2 separate regions of the Mus musculus genome follow, and region 1 is linked to region 2. The links are chromatin contacts, called in public Hi-C maps. All regions are on one chromosome and are shown on one strand. The core of a region is the stretch at or near the end of the contact, and the rest is flanking DNA. Distances in the headings are between cores, read along the strand shown. Region 1 holds the start of Ccdc126 (coiled-coil domain containing 126). Region 2 overlaps Gpnmb (glycoprotein (transmembrane) nmb).

What was found. A called contact is a pair of places that touch in the nucleus more often than the background predicts.
Region 1: a Hi-C map of Th1 cells shows a contact between it and region 2, with 4 times the contacts expected there. The contact joins the promoter of Ccdc126 here to the enhancer-like site in region 2. A contact is called at or near these places in 19 of 39 promoter capture datasets (the 3T3-L1 cell line, 3T3-L1-derived adipocytes, the C10 cell line and 11 more), 1 of 15 datasets of contacts at CTCF or cohesin (embryonic stem cells), 28 of 484 Hi-C or Micro-C datasets (the 63-12 cell line, the AML12 cell line, CD4 T cells and 21 more), 14 of 115 datasets of contacts at active chromatin or transcription factors (the 230-238 cell line, the SCID.adh cell line, astrocytes and 10 more) and 4 of 9 other capture datasets (adipose tissue, embryonic stem cells, liver and 1 more).

The regions. Positions count from the first base shown.
Region 1 is chr6:49,317,580-49,323,695 of GRCm38.p6, reverse strand. Ccdc126 (coiled-coil domain containing 126) reads right to left here and starts at 4,422. Exons shown (of 3, transcript NM_175098.6): 1 at 4,216-4,422.
Region 2 is chr6:49,048,152-49,054,034 of GRCm38.p6, reverse strand. Gpnmb (glycoprotein (transmembrane) nmb) reads right to left here. Exons shown (of 11, transcript NM_053110.4): 7 at 3,527-3,625; 8 at 2,909-3,011; 9 at 2,009-2,217. Among named protein-coding and RNA genes, the nearest start is that of Gpnmb, 15 kb to the right of the region's middle. Within about 2 kb of position 1,859, at least 20 of the 459 cell types and tissues checked have an H3K27ac peak or open chromatin away from gene starts, as enhancers often do. A contact at or near this core is called in Th1 cells and Th2 cells, where this site is marked.

The DNA of each region.
Region 1 (6,116 bases), core at 3,173-5,672, 270 kb before region 2:
TTAACAGAGAAAAACCTGTTACGAGGTATTTTAAGCACAATGTGTCAAACTCTGAAAAATACATTCCCTAAGGAGTACAGACATCAGACAGCAAAGACTGGCAGAAGTTTTTTTCTAAATTTCTCTATTTGTTACAGGGTTTATTATTGACACTCCAACTTATAAAATCTTTACAGGAGGCAGGTATAGTGGCGCATGCCTGTATCCAGTACTCAAGAGACAGGAGCAAGATCTGAGTTTGAGGGCAGCCAGGGCTACACAATGAGACCCTGACTTTAAAACAACAAAAACAAACAAACAAAAAACTTTAAAGCTGTGATTCTCAACCTTCCTAATGCTGCAACCCTTTAATACAATTCTCATGTTGTGGTGACCCCCAACCGTAAGATTATTGTATTGTTACTTCATAACTGTAACCTTGCTACTGTTATGACTCATAATGTAAACAACTGATATGCTACCCTTCTGGAGGTCACAAGCCCCAGGTTGAGAACTGCTGCTTTAAAAGACTGCAGTGTTCAAAGCTCTCTCTCACACATCTCACCAAGCAGTATGCCATGCAAATAGCCAAGTAGTTAAGCAACATTTCAGTGGTTTCTCCCTAGCCCCAAACCAAAAGATAAACCTGTTAGGCCAGCTTTATTGCTAGAACAAAAGAAAGACAACTAACCACGAAATACTTAAACTAGAATTATAGAAAAGAAGGAAGAAGAGCACAGAGTCAGGACATTCAAAACATCCTAACTCTCAGCTCAGGGCCCCACTGCTTCCCAAAAGCAGGGAACAAAACAGATCATTTGCAATTAGCAATGTTTTAAAAAATAAAGCAGAAATCATCAGAGAAAAATGTACAGACTACAGACTATTTTGCACTTTTTCTGGGTACATTTATTTCTACATACAGGCATGCAGGCATGTCCATGAAATCTACAGATAAAGATTTCTTGCTGAGTTTCAGTTTTTAAAAGTATTTTTAAAAACAAGTTCCTTTTAAACTGCCCGTTACAAAGTATTTCCATATTTTTTTAACGAAAGCATTGTAATAGCAACTGTAATGTTAAAAACATTAACAGATGGCTAATCCTACCTTCAAATCTCTCATTCAAAACCCATTTCACCTTGATTCAGTGCTACATTCTGTGCTGTTATGAATAATATCTAACAGAGGTGGCAGCGGCAGCAGCAGCCAAAAGCAGAGCTGCCGGCACTCAGCCTAAGGTGCTATAAGCATCACACCCGCCTGTTGTCTCCAAAGGACTTCACAGCCATAGAGGCATATGTAGAGTATAAAAAAGATATGGTATGTTCACCAACAGTCAGAAGTACACATAGCTCTCTCCAATGCAAGATGCAGAACTAAGCCCTACACACACAGACACACACACACCAGACTTGGCCCTGGAATGGAATTTCTGGAAACTGTCCATTCCTAAAATATTTTCTCTACATAATACTGCCTGAAGCAAATATCTGGTGGAAAAGAATTAACACAGGCAACAGCTACCAACTCTATAATTAGGCCTAAACTTGAAGATGCTTAGGCCTGGGGGTATGTAGCTACTGAGTTCAATCCACAGTGCTAAGAACTAAAGGTTGAAAAATAAATAAATAAAATCTACTGCCTTGAAGAAAGCTACACAAGAGTTCCTACTAAGGTGACACAGAGATATCTTAACATTTTCAGATGGCATCTTGGGGAAGAGAAGCAACAGCGGTAACAATTATAAAAATAGATCTTAAAAGAGAGAATAAAGCCGGGCGTGGTGGTGGCGCACGCCTTTAATTCCAGCACTCAGGAGGCAGAGGCAGGCGGATTTCTGAGTTCGAGGCCAGCCTGGTCTACAAAGTGAGCTCCAGGACAGCCAGGGCTATACAGAGAAACCCTGTCTCAAAAAACCAAAAAAAAAAAAAAAAAAAAGAGAGAGAGAGAGAGAATAAAGTACACTAAAGTACTCTTGCCTGATGGCACAGGGCTTTAATTCCAGCATGAGGCAGGCAGAAGCAGTTAGAGCTCAGTGAGTTGAAGACCAGTCTACACAGCGAGTTCCAGTCCAGCCAGAGCTATGGTGAGATAGGGGTGGGGGTAAAGTAAGGCTGGGATTGAAAACAGGAAGCACTATATCAAAAGAAGAGTGCTTTATCACTGTGCTGTAGAGAGTGTTTAATCTAAAACCACATTATGCAGCATCAGATATTTCGGTCACAGGCTGAGCTGCTCAGAGCCTTAGCCAATCATAGCTTGTGTCATATGGCCCTACACCTCTTTCCAGATGAACGGGCTAGCACAGGGCACCCCTGCCAGGGGCCTTCTACATAAAGAGACCAGAGAGAAAACAATGGCTGAAGCAGATGAATTTATGAAAAGGAAAAATGAAAACGGGTTAGAGAAGTGAGACCAGAAGCTAAGAGTGCACAGGCAAGAGGTACCCAGGACCACTAGGATGGAAGGAAAAGGAGCCGCAGCTCGCAGAGCCGATGCTGGTTGGTAGGGATCATGATTTCTGCAGCTTCCTAGCTCTTCCACGAGAATCCCTTTTTATCAGGGTGGAAGGAAAGAACTGTAAAACGTAAAGGGCAGGGAACAAGGACACGAATAAATGTGTAAGGGGATTTATAGTTTTCCGCTATAGTAAAATGGATGTTCCAAGATCCTTAGCATTGGAAGTCTGAGATAGACGAATCGATCTGTTCATTACTGTAGACACGGGGAAAGGAGAACTGCAGAGAAAGCAGAGCTAAGGTCATGCGGATGGTGGCAGAACAGGACAAGAACCAAGGCTGCGGTTCTCACCTTCTCCTCTACTGCACTCATAACACCAAGGAGAGACATTTTCTTCAAAATGAGTGTTTCTGCCGCACGTTTTAAGGTTAATCAGAAATGTTTGCATGCGTATGCCCCCTTCCACAATTATTAACTGCTACTGTTCTAGCAATCATTAGAAGGCTCCCCTTTCCCTAAAGATATCACACAGTCACATAAATCATCATGTCTCGACTCAAAATAGTACATACAGGGCATACACGTTAAATAAAAATGAAATTCAGTTAAAGTTTTATAAAGCTTTCCTTGAAAACCCAATGTCAATAACATTGAGAAAGCAAGGGTAAAAACAACTGACAGAACCTGAACACGTTGAAGTCGTTCCTGATCAGATTTACTGCATTCACTCAATGTGTCTCCAGACAAAAACTATAACCTGGGAACAGAAATCCTAAGTGGGTGTCAGGTGATGGTGGCGCACACCTTTAATCCCAGCACTAGGGAGGCGGAGGCAGGAGGATCTCTTGAGTTTGAGGCCAGCCTGGTCACGAATAAATGCGTAAGGGGATTTATAGTTTTCTGGTCTACTGAGTGAGTTCCAGGACAGCCAGGGCTACACAGAGAAATCCTGTCTAGAAAATGAGAGAAGGGGAGTGGGGAGGAGAGAAACGACTGAACCATTAGAAACAGTACAGAAAGTTGACATAGGGCAAAGCTGCAAAGGATCTGACGGACAAAGCCTTTAATCTCCTTTTAAGGGTTTCCTATGGGACCAGGCTAGGGAGGTGGGGGAGGTGAGTCCTTGTACAGTTATATACAGAGCTGATCCCCAGGAAAGCAGAGTCATCAATTTCCTTAGAACATTCTCAGCCATCTTAAAGGGGCGGAAATTAAGAAGCCAGCATATCTTAAGGAATTCTCTGCATGTAAGAAGTAAAAATATAAACTGAACACACAACCTAGTGATTAACCAAAAGTCCACACACTTCGAATCACATTCAAAACATCTTTTCATCAAATGAAAAACTCAAGGTGTAATAGCTTATTATCCATAAATCTAACAACTTAAAACTGTATGAGATCTCCATCTGCTGGATGAAACACATCGGCTTGGAGCCATTGCTTAGCCTGAATGAAGCAGCAGGCAGAGGGACGCCAGGGGTTCGAATCCTGGCTGCCTGGCCATTCAATTGCCACCGCCTGTACCTACAGCAGATAAAGTTCCTCCCCAGCCTCCCAGGAGAAGAGTTTGGCAGGTTTAATGGGCATTTCACGTCCTTCTCCTAACGAGAGAATTGAGCTGTCAAGAGTGGAGCACAAATGAGCGCGGCCGCAGAGACTGCCCATCCCCGCAGAGCACCGCGGAGCCCGGCCCGGCGGTCGAGGCTGTCAAAGTAGCAAAGCCGGGGCCGCAGGGACACCGCCTCCCGCCTCCCCAATCTCCTCCGTCTGACCTGGCCTGCTGGTTTCCTTTCAATCACGCGGGCCGCCGCCGCGGGGCTCACAAACTGGAAGTACAGCCACAGCCCGCCACGGGAGGGCGTTAGCGGCGCCGCAACAGCCTGCGGGCCAGGACGGAGGTAGGACCGAGAGCGCTCGGCACCCGGGGACGCTACTCCCGGTTTCCGCTCCGCCTCCCGGCCACCCTTCCCCCATTCTCCGGCCAGGGCCTACTGCGCGCGGCATTGTGGGGAATGTAGTCCCGCCTTGCGGAGAGACAGCACGTGCTGTTGGCCCAGGGGCTCAGGGCGACGCGGTTGCTTAGCAACTAAGAGGCGCAGCAGCTGCATTGCTACTAGAGAAAACTCAGCACCCTATTCGCCACTAGTGGTGAAGCATCCTACTATCTACCTTCCACTAGAAAAGAAACCCCTAATGCTGTTGTCTGACACTAGAGGGCATCCTAGTGTTGGAGAGTCCAATGTCCCCATGGTGCTCCTGAAGGTCCTCACTCAGGGAAATAGGATAAAAAAATAACTAAAAGGACTAAAGACTAATAGAAACAAACTATCCTTTTCTGAGGACTGGAGACCTAGCTCAAAAGTTCAGACAGTTTGCTGAGGGACCAGAAGACCAGAGTTCAATTACCAGCTCCCACATCAAGAGGTTCATAATCTCTTGGAACTCCAGCTCCAAGGGATCCCATCTGCTTCTGGCCTCTGCAGACCTCAGCACACTCACACACAATTACATGAATACAAATAAAGTGTTTTAAAGATATTCTTGTCACGGATGGTATAAATATGTATACACATGACAAATACAAAACAACTTGTAGACAAATTATTACAATTAATAAGAGTTTAACAAAGTTAATACATTTTTAAAAAATCAAGTACTTCGGGACTTGGTATGCAGCTTAGTGGTAGAACACTTGGCTAGCATGAATATGGCCCTGATTAAATGCTCAGCACACACAAAATTACACGTTAAAAAGTCAAATTGGGCTGGAAAGATGGCTGAGCCCTTGTGCTTAGAGAGCACTCGGGTTTAGTTTCCAGAATCCACATGGTGGCTCACAACCATCTGTCACCCCATTTCTGGATATCTGACAGTCTTCCTCTGGCCTCACCAGGAATACAGTTGGTACACTAAGGTATATGCAAGCAAAATACCAATACTCATAAAATTCTCTCTCCCTCTGTCTCTCTCTATCTGTGTGTGTATATGTCTCTGTGTGTGCCTCTCTCTGTGTGCCTCTCTGTGTGCATCTCTCTCTCTGTGTCTCTGTGTGTGTCTCTGTGTGTCTCTCTCTCTGTGTCTCTGTGTCTTTCTCTGTGTGTTTCTCTCTCTCTCTCTCTCTGTCGCTCTTTCACACATACATACACACACACACACACACACACACACACACACACACACACCAAACAAAACAGGAGGACCTGGAAATCAAATGCAGCCTGGGAAAGACAGTTTTAACAGCAACAAACAAAAGACAAGCCTTAAGAGTGGAATGAGACCCTTGAAATATATAAATCAAGAAAGGCCTTGTACTCAGAATGTACAAAGAATTTTAATCACAAGAAAAAGAATCAAGGGCAAAACAAAGTGTTCCATCTGTAGAACACCAGCACATGTAGGGGTTTATTAATACCTTGTATGAGGATAGTTTGATCCTCCACGTCACAGTAGAAGGAGGGGAGGAGAAGGAAAGGGGGATCCAACCAGGGCCCTAACTAAGGAGAAAAAAAACCCATGTAACCAATGCACAAAATGGGATAATCTGGACACAAATGTTCTGTGCTCTCTAATGCTGCTAGACATATATGACCCTCGAGGATCTACAATGTAGTTCGTCTGAATTAGGAGGTACTGTAACAGCAAGCCACCACATAGATGCTGAAAACTTGCTACA
Region 2 (5,883 bases), core at 610-3,109:
CCAAGTAACATCAAAAACCAACAGCCAAGAAGCTGGGAGGTTGGCTCAGCAGTCAAGGGCACAGTTGCTTTTGCAGAGGATCTGAGTTCTTTGAGTAATCATGTCTAGATGTTCACAACCAACTGTAAATCCAGATCCAGGTCCTTCGACAGCCTCCCCTGGCCTCTGTGGGCACCTGTATGCACATACATGTGCACACGATCTTGAGAGCACACACACACACACACACACACACACATGCACACACCCACACCCCAAATCCTTTAAAACAAAAAACAATTAAGTTTCAGTCAACCATAAGCAGCTTAATTGATTGACTCCAGGCCTCAATTAGCAGTCAGCAATGGTTGCTCCTAGGTTCTGACAGCCAGTTTGGGGAGCTGTCAATGGGATCTGGTCTGGGCCACTTCTGACTCCAGTGTTGCTCAGTTTGGTGCTTAAACAAACTGTGAAATTGAATTGGTCTAAACGTTTTCCTATAACATCTGTTACTGCTCAGGGAAGCAGGGGTCCTCCCTGTTTTGTTCCTTAGTCAGTGACTTCTGTCTTGTGCAGAGCTCTGTGCTGAGCATGAAGCAGACAGCTTAGTGACTATCAATCAATAAAGAGAATTTCAGCTAAATATCAGTGAGTTTTCGGTTGAGTTCTCTATTTCTGAAATTCTGATTTTGAAATTTGAGTTAATAAGTTAGAACACTCACTGGATTACAGGTTTTTCGTTCGTTTGTTTGTTTGTTTTTGTTTTTTGTTTTGGTTTTGGGTTTTTTGTTTGTTTGTTTCTTTTTCTGACTTTTCTCCTTACTGCTCTGTGTGGGTGCATGGTTGCATGTGTGTGTATGGTTGCATGTGTGTGCATGATTGCGTGTGTGCATGGTTGTGTGTGTGCATAGTTGTGTGTAAATGGTTGTGTGTGTGCATGGTTGCATGTGTGTATGATTGTATGTGTGCATGGTTGTGTGTGGGGGGTTGTGTGGGTGTGGGTGCACTTGTGAACATGTGGAGATAAAGGAAAACCATGGGTGTCATTCCTCTTTTTGTTTGAGAATGGCTTTCTCTTTGGTTTGGAAATTGGTCAAGTGTGTTAGACTGAACGGTGAGTGAGCTTCCAGGAGTCTGTCTGTCTCCACCTCCCATCTTACCATTGTTGGGATTTCAGGTGCACATCACCACTCCTGGCTTTTTGTGGGGGTTCTGGGGATCTGAACTCTGGTTCTCATGCTTGCAAGGTAAGCACTTGACTGACTGAACTAACACACACTCTCTCTCTCTCTCTCTCTCTCTCTCTCTCTCTCTCTCTCTCTCTCTCAGGTTTTGTTATGTGCTATACCCGAGTTGGACTTGTACTTGCGACCCTCCTGTATCAATTTCGTGAGTACTGGGAGGTAGGCATGTGTCCCACACCACACCTCCCAGTTTCCTGTTTTTTTTTTCTTTTCTTAAGATGCTGGATTAGAAGCCTGGTCTTGTTGGCTCACTCATGCCAAGAAAGCGCCCCACTGTTATGTTCCATCTCAGCCTCCTTCCTTCAGATCTCAGTCACTCACTACAACAAAAACAGCCCACACAGGAAACCTGCAGTTTGCCAGTACAGGGGAACAATGTGGAACAAGCTAAGATTTTAAAGGTAATTCTGAAAGGCACAGGGCTGGGGCAGCCTTAGCTACACAGCTCCCGGAGGTCAGGAGACGGAAATGTTCCCAGCCTCTGGCTGCCCCGTTGTGGCTTTCTCCCCCCACATCCTCCCCAGCTCTCTGGCAGGTGCCAGTGTGCCCTGACCTGTAAGGGCAAGATGCTCTCTCCACCTCATTCTCAGTGCTACAGCCCTGGTAGACGTTGTTGTGAGTTACTGCATACCTAAGCCACATAGTGACAACTCAGTCAACGACAGCCAGACTGCACACGTGATGGTTCAAAGAACCTGGCCATGAGATAAACACTGCGAGTGAAGCCTTCGAGGGTGTATACTTCTGCCATAGGAAACATTCATAAGGTTATAAACAAACCTCACCTTTGCCAGGGATAGAGATCAGGGTGCTGGTGAGGGCCAGGCTTGCATCATCTCCCAGAGTGAAATTCACACAGTAGGTGCCAGACCCATTGAAGGCTCTTCTCACAGACAGCAGGCACAGCCCATCCACAGCCACAGGGCTGCAGACCCGGTTCTGGGCGATCTGGCAGGTGGGGTCGGAGATGATCGTACAGGCTTCCATGGGGGTGCTGTGACATGAGACAGGGGTGAGGGCACATAGATCACAGGAGGGAGAAAAGAATGCAAAGTTGGAGGGGAGGTGATATTTTTGAAACAGGGTTTCACACTGTTGGCCTGGCACTGGTGATCTTCCTGCCTCAGCTTCTTGAGTGCTAGGATTATAGACACAGGACACTATGCAATAACAATTTTAAGCAGGGCTTTTACTTTTCTTTCATTTCCTCTCTCTCTGCATTTCCTTTCTTTTTTTCTTTTTCTTTTTTAAAGACAGGGACTCATATAGTTAGGTCGGCTTCAAACTTACCATGTAGTTAAAGATGGCCTTAAGTCCCTGACTGTCCAGCCTCCACCTTTAGGTACTGTGATTACAGGCATGCAGTCCATGCCTGCTTTATGTAGTGATGGGGATCCAACCCAGGGCTTCTCATATGCTAGGATGCCCTCTACCATGCCCACCCCCCATTTATTTATTTTATTATTTATTTATTTATTGAGAGAAAGGCTCACTATACAGCCGTGGTCTCCTGCCTTACTTAGCCCCTCATGACGACTGGGATTAGAGACAAGCACCTGTCTCCTATACACAGCTCATCTGAGGTTTCTAATACTTAGGCGTCTAAATCCTCTTCAGAAGGATTTAGTGGTCAGCCCTTTATTCAGACCTCACTTAGCCTTCCTCTGTCACGAGCCTGTACTTACGCCCCTTTGCAGGTCACAGTGAAGTCCATCAGGGAGTTGGCAGGCTGCGGTGTGGGCATGGGGACATCTGCTATCTGCATGATGCTGACTTCCAGGATCCCCTCTAGCAAAACAGCCACCAGAGAGAAGTGTCAACATGCCACAGAAACCAGAGGAAACCATTCTGCCATAGACTGTTCGCTGGGCTGAAATCCTAACTAAGTTTCGTGTGAGGGGGTGAAACCTCTGTTGAGGATGTGGTCAGTGCCCTTATGGAGAGACCTCAGGGAGCCACCTTGTCTCTTCTGCCATGTGAGGACGAGCAAGGGGGTGGCCTTTCACAAACCGGGAAGTGCTCCTTTTCAGACACCAGACCTGACATTCATCCTCCAGGACAGCAATCCATGAACCCCAGCTGTAGGCCCCCGAGCCTTCAAACCCTGTTAGTTCTGTAACTTCTTAACTAACTATAGAATATCCCTTAACAAAGGAGAAGGAAAGAAAATAAGAGATACCTTCTTCCATCACCTTAGATAGGACAAGGACCCTCCTCCTTTGTCTCTGCCCTTCTAGCGTTAGCTAAGTGAATGGGTGCTTTGAAGATTCTGGCATCCCTCCCCCACTGGTCTTCAGCCTTACCTACAATTGTGATGGTGGCTCTGAAGTAGCCATATCTGTTTATTCGGCAGTTTTCATTGGAAATGTCACTCAGCTCCATGGATTTGTAACCAGTAGGCACTAGAAAGTTTAAGTCATAAAAGTTTAAAATAAACAGGGATGAAGAGTGCGATGGAGTTAACATACTATTACAAAAAAACAGAGACACTTGTCAATCGTTCTTTATTATTTTTGTTTTGGTGTTTGTTTTATCTTTTTTCCAGACAGGGGCTCATGTAGCCTAGGCTGGCTTAAACTTCAGCTTGGTTGTGGTTTTATAGGCCTGTAGTTGCACTTGGCTATTTGTTTGGTTTTTGAGCCAGGGCTTCAAGCTGCTGCTTACTGACTTACTGCAGTGCTGAGAATAGAACCCAGGCCTGCGCTCTGCTTCTCAGCCACATTCCTGGTGCCCCTGGCTTCTGAGTTTACCTGAACTGTATTCTGAAGCTACTTCCAGAACAGAGGGCACACACTTGCTTGTCAACTAATAATGTTCAATAATACAAGCTGGGCCAGTGAGATGGACCAGTGGGTAAAGAAGTTTGTTTTGTGAGCCTGGCAAGCCTGGTTTGCATGTAGAAGGAGAGAACCAATCCCCTATACCCACCCCCTCCCCCACACACATCATCACCCCCACCAATAATAATAATGATAAAATAAATTTTTATAAAAAATACAAGCCCATTTATATGGTCTACATAGCTGGATATGCTCACTAGTGGGGAAAAAAAATCCTTCTACAAATCATGCTTAGCCACCCAACAGCAATAGCTGTAACCCCAGCCCTGGGCTGGGTGGAGAGAGATCTCAGGTGGCTCCATGGCCATCCAGCTGAGCCAGAAAGCAAACTGCAGGTTCAGCAAGGGACCCTGTCTCAAAATGTGAGGTCAAAAGCTACAGTGGAGGACTCCTGGCATCAACCTCAGGTCTATACATACACCGACTGGTGTGGAGTGAGGTGACCCCCCCACACACACACACACCCCACAGACAGACATCTAAACACATACTCAAATAAATGGTTAAACATATAAAAAGCTATGGCTAACTTATGGAATCACTCCAGGCCCCATTGCTTAGCCCTCCCCACCTCCAGCTGTTTTAAGATGTTTTGAATTGATTACGGGTGAGTGAGCACCTTTGTATTTAAGACAGGAGTCCTCTTCGTAGAGCCGAATTGGCTTTTGTTTTACAGCTTGACTTAGGAAAAACAATAGCAGCAAATTAAAATACCTTTTGAAATTGGCTTCAGAAATATGTTTGACATATGGCATGACACAGCTTCTAAGAAAAACATCTGGTTTGATAAAAATGTGATTTCAAAAGCCCAAATTAAGTAAAATAACCAGCTTTTTTTTTTTTTTTAGATACTAAAGGCATCTATAATCTATTTAGAATTTCCAGCTGCTCTTTCTATTTATAAGGAAAATTATCTATTCTGGCAGATAAAGGAGTTGGTTCTTATAGATGTAGCTCGGTTGGAAGAGTACCTGCCCCATCATTTGAAAAGGACTGTGTTTGGTTCCCAAGTGTGGTGCTGTGGGCCTGTAATCCCAGCCATTAGAAGGTGAAGGCTAGAGGATCACCAGACGATAATAGTGAGTTTGAAGCTAGCCTGGGCTACATAAGAGGCTGGGGAAAGGGAAATGTAGGAGGAGGGAGGAGAGCGGGGAGGGAGGGGGTTTAGAGTGAGATGAAGCTGTATGTCTGGACTAGCCCAGTACTGCTACATTTGTAACTGGACTTGCGATCCCTTCGTTGCTCACCAACAAGCTTGTGGGTGTTTATCAGTACACCCTGTGACACTGTGCGACACCCGGTCAGGTGTGAGAGATTTCCATGCACAGTAACTGAAAGCTTTCTGTGGTTATTTAGCAAAGAGGGGCAAAGAACACAGCACATGATGTGAACCCATTTACATAACATCCAAAATGACAGACCACATAGGATGTTTGTAAATGCATAGAGAATGATCTGCGCAGAAACGTGGCCAGCAACGCCAGGTGCATAGAGAATGATCTGCGCAGAGACGTGGCCAGCAACGCCAGGATGAACTGGGGAAGAGAGAACATGGGGACTTTTCCTTCTATGCTAGGCTTCTCCCTGGTTAGTTCCAACTTTTAGTAAGAAATGTGGATTAACTATTTTACAATTTAAAACATTCTATAAAGGAATAAATTTGGGCAATGCAAACCTAACAGCAGCGGAGAAATCAATACAAGTTTGAGGCTACCCTAGCTTACAAATCAAGTTCAAAGCCAGCAGGGCAACATAGTATCTCAAGGCGATTGACTAAATCACTGAATAACTAAGTAACTAATGAAGACCACCACAAAGTC